2 separate regions of the Danio rerio genome follow, and region 1 is linked to region 2. The links are chromatin contacts, called in public Hi-C maps. All regions are on one chromosome and are shown on one strand. Each heading gives the region's core, a stretch centred on a gene start, on an enhancer-like site or on the middle of the called end of the contact. The rest is flanking DNA. Distances are from core to core; before and after follow the strand shown.

Region 1 (6,033 bases), core at 1,488-3,987, 200 kb before region 2:
TAAATATTTTCATTAAAAACATAATAAAGACATTGCGTAGAAATAATTTAACTATTATGTTTTTATTAATGATAATAAACAACGAAACATAATAGCAATATTAATAATAATATATACACTATACAATAATATATACATATATAAAAATGTTAAGCAAGTACTTTAAATGAAAGATTATTATTATTATTACACCATCATTGAAAGTCTGTGTGAATGTTTATTAGTTATATTACATGTAATATTATATTCTTTAAAAGCATTATGCTGTTTATTACATAATATTATATTAAACATTTGAAATGATAATTATTAATTACTTTATTAACATTAATAATCCAAAGCAATTTCTATTAGGCTTTTCTAATTGATAAATAGTATTATAATTAAATTAAGTACATGTGTGCACTGCTGTGTTATATTACAAATATTATTTTATTGTTTTAATCATTTTAATTATTCTATTTTTGGATAACATTGCATGATGTAACTAACTAATAGTTTAAAAAACTGCATTAGCAAAATAATAGGTAATAAAATAGAGGAATAATTAAGTGACCTAAATACAACCATGGGTCAAAATCCAGCTACAACGGTTTATAATTAAACCGGCTCTAAATTAATACCATAATCTAGACTGAATGTAATCCATCTTATAAAACTAGACTCAAACTCATTTAATATCATAATCTGGATTTAAGGTTATCTAGAATATTATAATCTGGATCCTATAATCTGGATGTGGATTATACAGTGAAGGATACCTGGACCGGGTGTAATTTGGTTTTGGTGTTTCCGATGCCTTCAACAGTTGTCACTGCGGCTCCGTGAAGATGGCAGATGGGAAACAGACACCCGTTCACTGACAAATGACTAAACAGAGAAAAAAAATGCTTCTAACATGCATTCGGTGAAGAGATTTGTGTAACTAATTTATATGCAGAATACACATATATTAGAAGGCCAATCGTCCCACTAAAATTAAAGTTGAGGCTGAATCTTGATTTGCAAAAGCAAAAATATCTGCCATTATATTTCATGTCACAGACATTCATATTATATATATATATTATATATATATATATATATATATATACATACATATACACACATATATACACACACACACATACGGAAGTATAGAGCAAATGGAGTAAAATGAAGACTGTAATACCTGATGCTCTTAGTCTGAGGGTCATATCTGGACACCATGATGGTACAAGCTCCACATCCTCCTCCACCACAGCTGTATTTAGTGCCAGTCAAACGCACTACATACAAAAACATGCATATACAATCGTACAAACACACAGACACACACAAATCTTGGTTATCAATGGTGCAGTAAGTGAATTTTGCCAAACGATGCTATTTGAATGCACCAAAACAAACACGCCCATAACTTACTGCTGATTGGCTGCAAGTGTGTTTTGGGACTTAGTTCAACATTGAGGTCAAAAGCAATTCTTTTAGGTTTATATAAATATTGCTTAGCGCTTGTTTAGTAATAGGCATCATTTCATCACAATTTTAATAACCATTAAAAAAAAAAAATATATATATATATATATATATAAATATATAATGGTTTAATAATAATGGATTTATATAAATAAACATCATCATAGACAGACAAATGTGTGCGAAATCTGTTTAAAGTTGCCTCAGAACAATTTGTGGACTATATTGACACAAAACGATTTCTTATTGTTTACAATTCAGCACAAATTTTGTTATTTTGTTATTAATACTTTTAAAGTATTTTAATATTATTTTTAATACATTTGTGGAGTTAGAGGTGCCTTTCTGAGTATATTTTGTTGTGTATTATTAAGACATGTTCAAGTTTAAGCAAACAAAATGACTATTTAATAAAATATGATATTGCTAGTGTTATTATCATCATTATTAGAATAGATAGATTTTTTTTCGATAGTCTACAGAACAAACAATCATTATACAATAACTTGACTAATTACCTTAACTTGCCTAGTTAACCTAATTAACTTAGTTAAGCCTTTAAATGTCACTTTAAGCTGTATAGAATTGTCTTGAAAAATATCTAGTAAAATATTATTCACTGTCATCATGTTAAAGATAAAATAAATTAGTTACTGGAAATTAGTTGTTAAAACTATTATGTTTAGAAATGTGTTGAAAAAAAATCTTCTCTCGTTAAACAGAAAATGGGGAAAAAATAAACTGGGGGTCTAATAATTCAGAGGGGCTAATAATTCTGACTTCAACTGTAGATAGATGGATAGAATATGAATATCAAGAATGTATAACAGCAGTAAAACAAATGCTAATAATTATGATATTTAGTAGTATCTAGTAGTAATAGTAGTAGTATTTGCATATGCATAATGTAAAATATACATTTTTTCCTCAAATAGGGCAGAAGCATAGTCTCAGGATCTGGGTTCTTCTCCACTATCTGTCAACAACAAGCAGAAACATATGCAGATTACATTTACATTATGCAGATTGTTTCAAGCGCCCTTAAACATTGCTATCTCTATTCAAATTGCTTTCATTGTTATTATTCAGATCATGTTTCTGTCATACTTCATGAATAACATTAAGGATCGAACAGGACCATAAAACGTCACAAAAATTTACAATAAACACATGACTAACGTTAATGATAGGCTACAAAGAAGTGGATAATATGCACAAAACTCACCTTTTTGCCGTTGACATAGAATATCAAGCCATCGTTCCTGGTTTGTTCAGCCATTTTTGCAGTTTATGTACAACGAATTGTTATGTGCTACAAAATGAAGCAAATCTGCAGACTTGGCTCCTCTTGAGATGTCCAGCACCAGTGAAATCAGCTTTATATGCAAAGTGCGAACTTGAAAAAGACAAGAAAGTTTACCAAGGCGGAGCTTAGCCGACTCGAAGTTGGTTGTAAATTGATAAAATGTGAGGATATGAAATAATTACTCACTTCCTGAAACTTCACAATGTGTATTTTGGTCGTTTGACGCTAGTATAAGGCTTAAGTATGCATTTTACGGTCTAAACTGTCAAACAACAAGAAATTTGTGTTGCCACATGTTAATTGTTACTTTTCTCAGCGCTGACGTTGTTAAACTAATTACAACGGTTTATGATAACCTTTAACAAAGTATGATTACGTTACTATCGTTTATTTTTGTTAATTTATTTACTTTGTTTTGTTTCAATCGTTATTACAAAATTTATGAAATTAAACATTTAAATGTTTAATTTTTTGTTGCAAATGTAATTATCTGTAAAAAAAAAAAAAAGAAAAGAAAAAAAAGTTCATCTAGATTTTTTTTTCTCCATTAAATAATTTCTACATTTAACAACGAATTCCAATAAAAAAATAAACAATTTCTATCTGGAAATTCCCACTGCGTGTTGTTGGGATTTACTGACATTCCATTACAAAATCCATCGTCCACCGTGAAATTTCAGTTTTACATTTCTCTGTCGCTGGATTTTGACGCTTTTTTTAGTTTGGCATAAAAATTAACTTTTTTATTGCTGAAACCAAGAACATACATACATAACAGTACATAAAACAAAATGACTGTCGACATTGACAAGTGAGACAATGAAAACATTAAAAAATAAAGAAAAGAGAGAAACAAAACAAAAAACATTAAAGATTTGTTTGCAAATAAAAAGGGTTAATTCAAGTTATTTATATTAAGAACTTAAAAGAAGAGCATAATTTAACAGTTTTTATAGAGGATCCAGAAATCAACTTTATATAATTCTCAATATCCTTAATGAAGATCACAAAGGCAGGTTTACTATTTGTGAATTTGCATTTCTGATGGTAAAATTTACCTAAGAAGATAATTAAACTGATAAAAAAAAAAAAAAAATTCTTTCTTGGGGTCTGAGTTAAAATATCTCAAATTTTTCATTTGTATAGAAAATTCTGAAACAATCTTCACCTTAACAAAGAAATCTATTATTTCAAAACTCCTGAATGTAATAACATGACCAAAACAAATGTACTACCGTTTCCTCGGCATTCACACAAAAAGAATTTTGGCAAAAAAAACTATCCAGGACGCTGTAGGCTATTGGCGTATTTGGTGTACTGACCAGCAGATGGCGCAAGAGGCTTTCAAATTAACTGTTGAATAACATCAACATTTTGTTGTTATGTAATGGATGTGTCTATCCAAAAGATGGCGCTAGAAGCAATAAACTACCAAATCCGGCTGAACAGGTAACTTTTTATCTTCCACAATCAAAAATATTTTATCTCAGTGTTCACTTTCACATTTTTAGTTGATCAGTAAACAGATTGAAAACATTCTCAGCAGTATATTTATTCAAAAACCATGTCAATATCCATTTTTCTATTAGAAGACCACATTTTTTTTAAGTTTATGACAGGGGTGTCAAAATTGGTCCTGGATCAGAGTCCTGCAGATTTTAGATCCAACTTGCCTCAACACACATGCCAGGATGTTTCAAGCCTAGTAAGAGCTTGATTAGCTAGCCCAGGTGTGTCTGATTGGGGTTGGAACTAAACTTTTCAGGATACCGGCCCTCCAGGACTTGATTTGTACACATCTGGCTTATGACTGCTCATTTTAGTTGATCAGTACCTGTTTGAAAACGTTTAAATGTCTTGAAAATATGTAGGCTAAATAACTATAATTGTATATCAATACATCATAGTTTTCATTTGTCCATTACAAGACTCCACATTTTTGGTTTTTGAGTCAACCTCTTAAAACATTAATGAGCCTCTAAGAGCTGAAACCGTGTCAATAGATTGTGTTTGCCCACTATCTGTGTCTGAAAAAAAGGGAAAAAAACACACAGGGCCCCTGCTGTGCCCCCCCTGTGAGGTGTGATCAGGGAAGCCCAACAGAGATTACAGCAAGTTAATACTCTACACTGTCAGAAATCTCTACCCACAGGCGCTTTAGGATTAGCTAACACGCTAACACACATATCGGCCAGCAAAACAGGCACATGTGCACTTACACGCAAGAGACCACTCTGACAAAAACAAACTGGACTGCTTAAACACACACATAAAAAAGGTGTTAAATGAATTACATTAGTCGTAAGTAGTTTGACCACTAGATGTCGCTCATGTTAACACTTCTATTGAGTGATACTGCAAACAGAAACATTTTATTATTTAATATTATTGTATATAACTTTTAGGTACATTTCAGCATCTTTACTTGTCTCGAGTGTCACGTGATCCTTCAGAAATGTGTATAATATGCTAATTAACTTGGGAAAAATATCCTATGCTCTAAATGACATTTTGTTTATTTCAAAAATTAAAACAAATTGGTAGACTACTCATACTTTGAGAAGTAAAATAAATAATAGTATACTACTTGCATTAAATTTTTTGGCAAGTAATGTTTTACTCAAACGCATACCTAATGAATCCAGAAAAACTGAGAATTTTCTCTTATTTTTTGTGTGTCATTTCTGTTTTATCAGACTAAATCAGGTTAATGAATAGTTTTAGTGCAGTACTGCAGCATTTGAGAGAACATCCTAAAGGTTAAGCTAAACTCAAGGTTACACATTGCTAATCATGGTGATGGAATGTTACTCTCGCTCGACATGAGCAAGAGTCTTCGATTTCTTGACAATCATGGCTAATGGCTCACTTCAGCAACTTTGCTTTTACTACCTCTCAGCTTTAGCGTTCTACCATAGAGAACTGCTCGTTTTAATCAAATAAAGTTTAGTTACATTTAGTTTAGTTGATTGCCATATTTGTTGTTTAGTTGATGTGAACGTAGCGTATCTAACTAGAAGGATAGCATGACAAAACTGTTTTAATGTTTAGAGCAGCAGATAACAATGAAGTCAATTGACAATGGTTTGAAAAAAGGCCTATAATCAAAAAAGTGAAATATTTTCAAACAAATATCTGATTAGCATCTATAAAAATAATTTCCATACAAACCAGAAATCATTTTATTGTTCGTCGTACTATTAGCGTTGTAAATAAAATTAATAATTCAGCCAAAACTGAAAATTCTGTCATCATTTACTCACCCTAAA
Region 2 (6,197 bases), core at 1,084-3,583:
TATTATTGTGATTTATTATTATAAGTAGTAGTATTAACTGAAATATGTATTTTAAAGAAGATTATACACACTCAAAAATGACGTTTGTTCAAACTACTTAAATAAAAAGAGCTGAAACAACACAATTCTTGATTTTTTTCTGGGCAACTTAATTGTTTTATGTTCACTTCACTTATAAATAAGGTAATTATAAATGAAGTAATAAGTTAACTTCATTCCTTAATGTTTTCCCTACACAAATCGATTGTGTGGAATTTATTTTTTACAGTGTAAGCTAAAACTCCCTGAAAATGTAGAGAACATCATTCAGAGTAGTGTGTGAGTCAGTGTTTGTCTCAGTGTCAGAGCTGTTTAACAGTCCGCTGGTGTTTAGGACACACGTCTGGCCAATTCCATAACAGAAAAGGATCGTCTGATTAATATGCCACACCACTCACTTCCTCTCAAACACACCATTGTCGTCCACCGAGACGCTTGACAACAAAACACTTGTGTGCGATTATGGGCAACAGAACTTCGGGAAAGATCAAAAGCAGAACAGAAAGAGATAAAAAAAAAAAAACAACATATACATGCTTATGGCCATAAAACCAGATTACGGTATAGAAAAGAGGATTACTTCGAAACATCACAATACAAGGCTTAAGCTTCTGAAATTGAAAAACAACAATAAACTGATCATTAAATTGAACTTATTATACAGAAACACATTTTTCGACTCTACAAAAAGTTATGTTTTGCATATCAGAATAGAAAGGGAAAAATATATAAAAGTATATGAAGAGTTTATGAAGAGTACATTAAAATATAAAAAGTTCATTAGCAAAAATAGAAAAGTATTTTTCATAAATATAAAAGATGATTTTTGAAAATTAATAAAAACAGAGGTATCTGTTTTTTTTTTTTTTGGCAAATTAACTCTTTATATTTACTTATAACCTAAAGTGAGAGGACAAGACAAACTTTATGTTTAGATAAAATGATTTTATTTGGAAAACACAATTAAAGGACAATGAATCATCAAAAAAGGGTTGTTCAAACAATAAGAACACTTAATACGATATTTATAAAACTGAAAAACAACAAGCTGCTAAACACATTAATCATAAAACAAAGCTTTTTACTATTAAAGAATTAAATTGTTAAAATAGAAAAGGAAAACAACTAAACATTTGAAGAATCCATTTGCAAAAACCTTTGCAACAAAAAAATGAATAAAAACTGAGTTCTGTTTTTGCATATAAACTCGTATAGCTTGCTTATGGCCTGAAAAAAAATTTATGTATTGAGAACAGACTGAAAGGACTGAATAAAACATTAAATAAAAGAATAAACAGCCTGATCTCACGAGAAAACGTAAGTATTTTAGGTTTTGTGAGTTTAGTGGCTAATTCAAACGGATTCGTACGAGTTCAGTAATACGAAATTGTGTGATTTTAAAAAGGAGGCGTGGCACCCAACCCCTAAACCCAACCTTCATTGTGCGATGAGCAAATCATATGAAATTGTACAAATTAGATTCAAAAATCAAAAAGTTATGAATTGCCATGAGATTGTGTTGGAATAAACCTGTTTGGAAACAGTAAGATTTGTTAACATTTTATGTGTGCTAAGAATTATTATTTAGAACTTTATTTTTTTATCGAAGTATCCCCATATGTAAAATATATCACATTTTCTACAATACATGAAGACAAGAAAATTCATCACTAATAATTGTACGAAATCCTTATTAGTGATTGTGTACCAATAGCTGATCATAACAGAACAGCAAATCATCATATTATATCATATTTCCAAAGGATCATGTGACACTAAAGACAAGTAATGATGATGGAAAGTCAGCTTTGAATCACAGGAATAAATCTAATTTACAACTACAATCAATAAGGAAACAGTTTTTTTTTAATTGTAATATTATTTCACAATTATTACTGTGTTTTCCATCAAATAAATGCAGCCTTTGTGCACAGAATTGGCTACTTTAAATGATTACTTTGAAATGAAAATCATGAAAGGACAATAAAATACTGATAAAACAATAAATACACTTAATATAAATTCTAATATTAAGCTAAAATGGCATAAAACTAATTAATTATTACAGTAAAAGTTTATGCATGTTATAGCAGAAGTCGCAAGTGTAACACTATGAGTGTGTGTGTGTGTGTGAATATATTCACCCCTTTGTTCTGGACTTTAAATGTGTGTCTAGTGGAGTGAGAACAAGTTAAGAAGCTGATTGGTCAGATCCAGTGATTGACAGCACAGAATCTCAAATCTCCAAGCTCCTCCTTTTCAGACCTATAAATGGACTCTCATCTCCCTCTGCAGAATCGCCTCTTTCTGACAAACTCTCTGCTGGTAAGTCTAGTACGTTTTTATTTATCATTCCAATGTTTTTAAAGCTTATTTTGCTCCAAGCTTTTCCAAACTGAGGATGAAATTGCAAAAAAAAAAAAAAAAAAAACTACATAATGACTAGAAATGTGTTTGCAAAAGTGAAAGACAGAACGAAACTTAATGGTCTATAAAATTGCTCCGACACTTAAACTTGTTTGCAGACATTTGAGGGAAAAAGTTAAACAGCTTGAAATTGCTATCAAGCATTTTTCACATTTTTAGTAATTATTCCAGGAAACGTTGAGCGTCGCTGCAGCACATTAAGATGTCAGACTTAGAGAACTGCCTGGGAACCATCATTGAAGTCTTCCACAAATACTCGTCGAAAGAAGGAGACAAGTACAAATTAAAAAAGAGTGAACTCAAGGAGCTGCTCACGCATGAGTTTCCAACTCTCACTGAGGTAATTTTTTTTGTTTTTGATTCGAAAACTTGGGAATATGTGTTTTATAATAAAGTGATTGTCAGAACTGTGTAAAAAAATCTTTGTTTGCTAGTTATTGTGTTAAAAAGTGTAAAATTTATACTAATTTATTATGATCATGCCTAATGAACAACTCTGGAATTAATGTTTCTTTACAAAGTCGACCAGAAGGTAACAAATTACTGGTGTCAAATTGTAAAATTTATGGAAAGAAAATCACGTAATGACAATAATGAACTGATAATGTTCAAGTTATGTAGATTTAATGGTTGTGTTTTTTATTTTTTTTATATATATAAAAAGATATACCGAAGAATGTTGGGAGAAAAATGCTATTGACTTTCATAGTATGTTTTGTTCCTACTATCGATGTTAATGGCAATATTCCAACATTTTTCAAATTATCTTTAAGTTTCAGACTACTGTCAAGCTGTCAAACTATTCTTCAAGCTGTCAAACTATTTTTTAAGTTGTCAAACTATTCTTTAATTTGCCAAACTACTCTTCAAACTAACTTATAGTGTTCAACAGAAGACAAAAACTCATAAAAGTTTAGAACCACGCGAGTTAAATTGACATTTTTGGGTGATGTGTCCCTTTGAATATCCACTCATGCTTGATTTTTCAACTTTTATTAAGGTAAAGATATTTTTCACTGTACACTTTTTAAAAATTGTGTAAATAGAAGAAAAATGGGTGTCAAAATATTACATATTGACAGTTTACAACAGAAAAAAGTACACACATCTATACTTAAAGGGATATTTCACCCCCCCAAAAAATAATTTACTCTCTATTTACTCACCCTCAAGTTGTTCCAGACCTTTTATGAGACTCTTTATTCTGATGAACACAAAAGAAGACATCGTGAAGAATGCTGAAAACCTGTAACCATTGACTTCCACAGAATTTGCTTTTCCTACTATGGAAATCAATGGTTACGACTTTACAGTTTTCTTCAAAATACTTTTGTGTTTAATAGAGGAAAGAAACTCTAACCCTTAATTTGTGGGTGAAATATTCCTTTATTGAAAAATGACCTACAATTAATGTTTCTGTACAAGGTAGACAAATTATGAAAGCGAAACAAGATGAAGTACTGTACAAAGAATATTCAAGGAATGTTTTGGCAAATTTCGGAAGCACTAAATTAATCGAGTGTCTGCGTAGTTTCAGACTTGTATTGAGGTCAACGTTTTTGTTTTTTCACACTACACTGTCTTGAAATATTAGGAATGCTTGATTAGTTATCACAGCTTTATCCCAGCATTGTGTCAGTTGTGAAAAAATGATTTCTACTAGGCATAGGACAATAACTGGTTTGCCTTGGTTTGAAAAAGTCAAGGTTTTAAAACCGCTAAGATTTTCTGTTATACCGTTCCTAAGGTATATGTCAGGGTTGTTTAGTGTATTTTTTCTGTGTTTTTTAAAATTGAAGACTGCAGAAGTCAATGATTTATTTGAACTATTTAGCCTGACTTTTGCTTTTCCAAAATATTATAAATGTTTCCTAAAATAAAATATACTGTGTTCAGATTTTTAGTTTTACCCAAACATTTAAAATTAACTTATTTTAGAGCAGTTATCACAATACTGTGATACTGTAAAACCCTGGTATTTTTATCCTGTCAGAAACTTATACCGCCCCATGCCTAATATCTACACAGATTTATTGTGTTTGTGAATCTTTCCATGGTACTTAAATTTAGTGTATTTGTGGGTAATAAATGAGACCTTACAATGAATGTTTTCTCTCATAAAAAAACAGAAAGCCAAACTTTAAGAATTTTAAAATGAACATACAATAATAAAATATACAATAATAAACTCATGAAGTAAAGTGTGGGCGAACTGATAAAACATTACTTTTTTTTACTAAAACCTTTCTTTTTCCCAAACTATACTTAGTTTTGAAAAATTAGCAGCGCCTTGTTTGTAATTATGCCAAGTTGTTTGTCAGTTGGTTTGAAATTATGTGAATTGGTTTGTAATTATGCTGAAATTGTGTCAATTGCAAGTGTCTACAAACATTTGTTGTGTTTGTGACTGTTTCCAATGTACACAAATCTGGTCTGATCATGCTTAATGAACATTGAGGGTTTCTTCACATGATAAATACACAAGGTGAACAAATGTCAGAAAGTCAAAGTATTTTAAAATAAATAAAAAAAATATATATAAGAGTGAAATTGAGTGTGGACGAATGAAACATGGATCTAGGAGCTGCATAGCACACACATGTATATCTGACTTTTAATAAAGTATTTTTTTTCACACACATCTTCCTAAAAATTTTCAATCAAAGCTTTATTTTAGAATTAATAATAATAATAATAATAATACCTTTTATTTATAGGCACCTCTCAAAGCACTCAAGGACACCTTACAGTATATCGCAAGCATGTAATAAAAATATAAGCTGTAAAAAGCAATAGACAGGATAATAAAACAGCAGAACATTAAAAGCTATCCTAAACAAAAAAAGTTTATCTGAAATTAAAGATTGGAAATAGTATCCACTTGGCAAATGTGCAAAGGCAGAGAGTTACATAACTTTGAGAGAAGCTACGACTTTTTTAGCTAAGCCGAATTAGCCAAATTCGTGATTCTGAAGGTTACTCTCTTTTTGTCTCCCCTAGCAAGTGAAAGACCAAGCTACAATGGACAGTTTGATGGAAAGTTTGGACACCGATGGCGACTCGGAGTGTGATTTCCAGGAGTTCATGACCTTCGTCACCATGGTTACCATCTGTTGCCATGAGTTTTTCGAACACCATGAAGACGAATGAGTCTAAATAAAAGAAAGTAGTTTTCGTAGTTTAATGAGTCTCAATACATTTCTTCAGTAAACTTTACTTCGTTCTCATCGCATTAGGATTGTTTTATTGTTGTTGTTTGTTTGGACAGAATGTACATGCAGCTTGTCTGACAATTTAGCTTATTTCTGCTAGACTCGAAAATCAGTTCGTAATTTATTACAAAGCATGCTTCTATTATTTTGGCTAGACATTTGTTTCAAGACATGGCCATCATAAATCTCATCGAGTGGAATGCGGATCCAGGTGTTTTACTCTTGTCATTTCAATTCCAGGCTGATTGTGAAATGTTTTTTTTCTTTTGATTAGCTTCAGACTATTAGGCTGCTATTGACTTTTGTCAGATTGTTCCGGGGCCTTAGACAAATCACACTGTGCTTTAAAAAGACCCACCAAAGCGAATTATTCTTCTGAGCATCTTGTATGATGTTTATGACCATCCATAAATGATGTAGATTTGCAAATCAATCCCATACGAACTGTTAGAATGAATGTTTATTATGTCTTGAATGCCCTATTATTTGTGTGTTTTCAACTGTAACCTACGCTTATAG

The links. Hi-C and Micro-C count contacts between places; a contact is called where the count stands out from the background.
Region 1: a contact with region 2 is called in a Hi-C map of hematopoietic stem cells, with 3 times the contacts expected there. The contact joins the promoter of aox6 here to the promoter of s100b in region 2. A contact is called at or near these places in 9 of 18 Hi-C or Micro-C datasets (caudal fin, embryo, hematopoietic stem cells and 2 more) and 1 of 4 datasets of contacts at active chromatin or transcription factors (caudal fin).

The regions. Positions count from the first base shown.
Region 1 is chr22:13,748,344-13,754,376 of GRCz12tu, reverse strand. aox6 (aldehyde oxidase 6) reads right to left here and starts at 2,737. Exons shown (of 35, transcript NM_001278817.1): 1 at 2,684-2,737; 2 at 2,377-2,434; 3 at 1,172-1,268; 4 at 762-870. The coding sequence starts at 2,737.
Region 2 is chr22:13,546,866-13,553,062 of GRCz12tu, reverse strand. It overlaps s100b (S100 calcium binding protein, beta (neural)), which reads left to right and starts at 2,333. Exons shown (of 3, transcript NM_001002552.2): 1 at 2,333-2,364; 2 at 2,638-2,806; 3 at 5,467-6,197. The coding sequence starts at 2,669. The coding sequence ends at 5,616. All of the region lies in intron 2 of LOC141380094 (a long non-coding RNA gene), which reads left to right.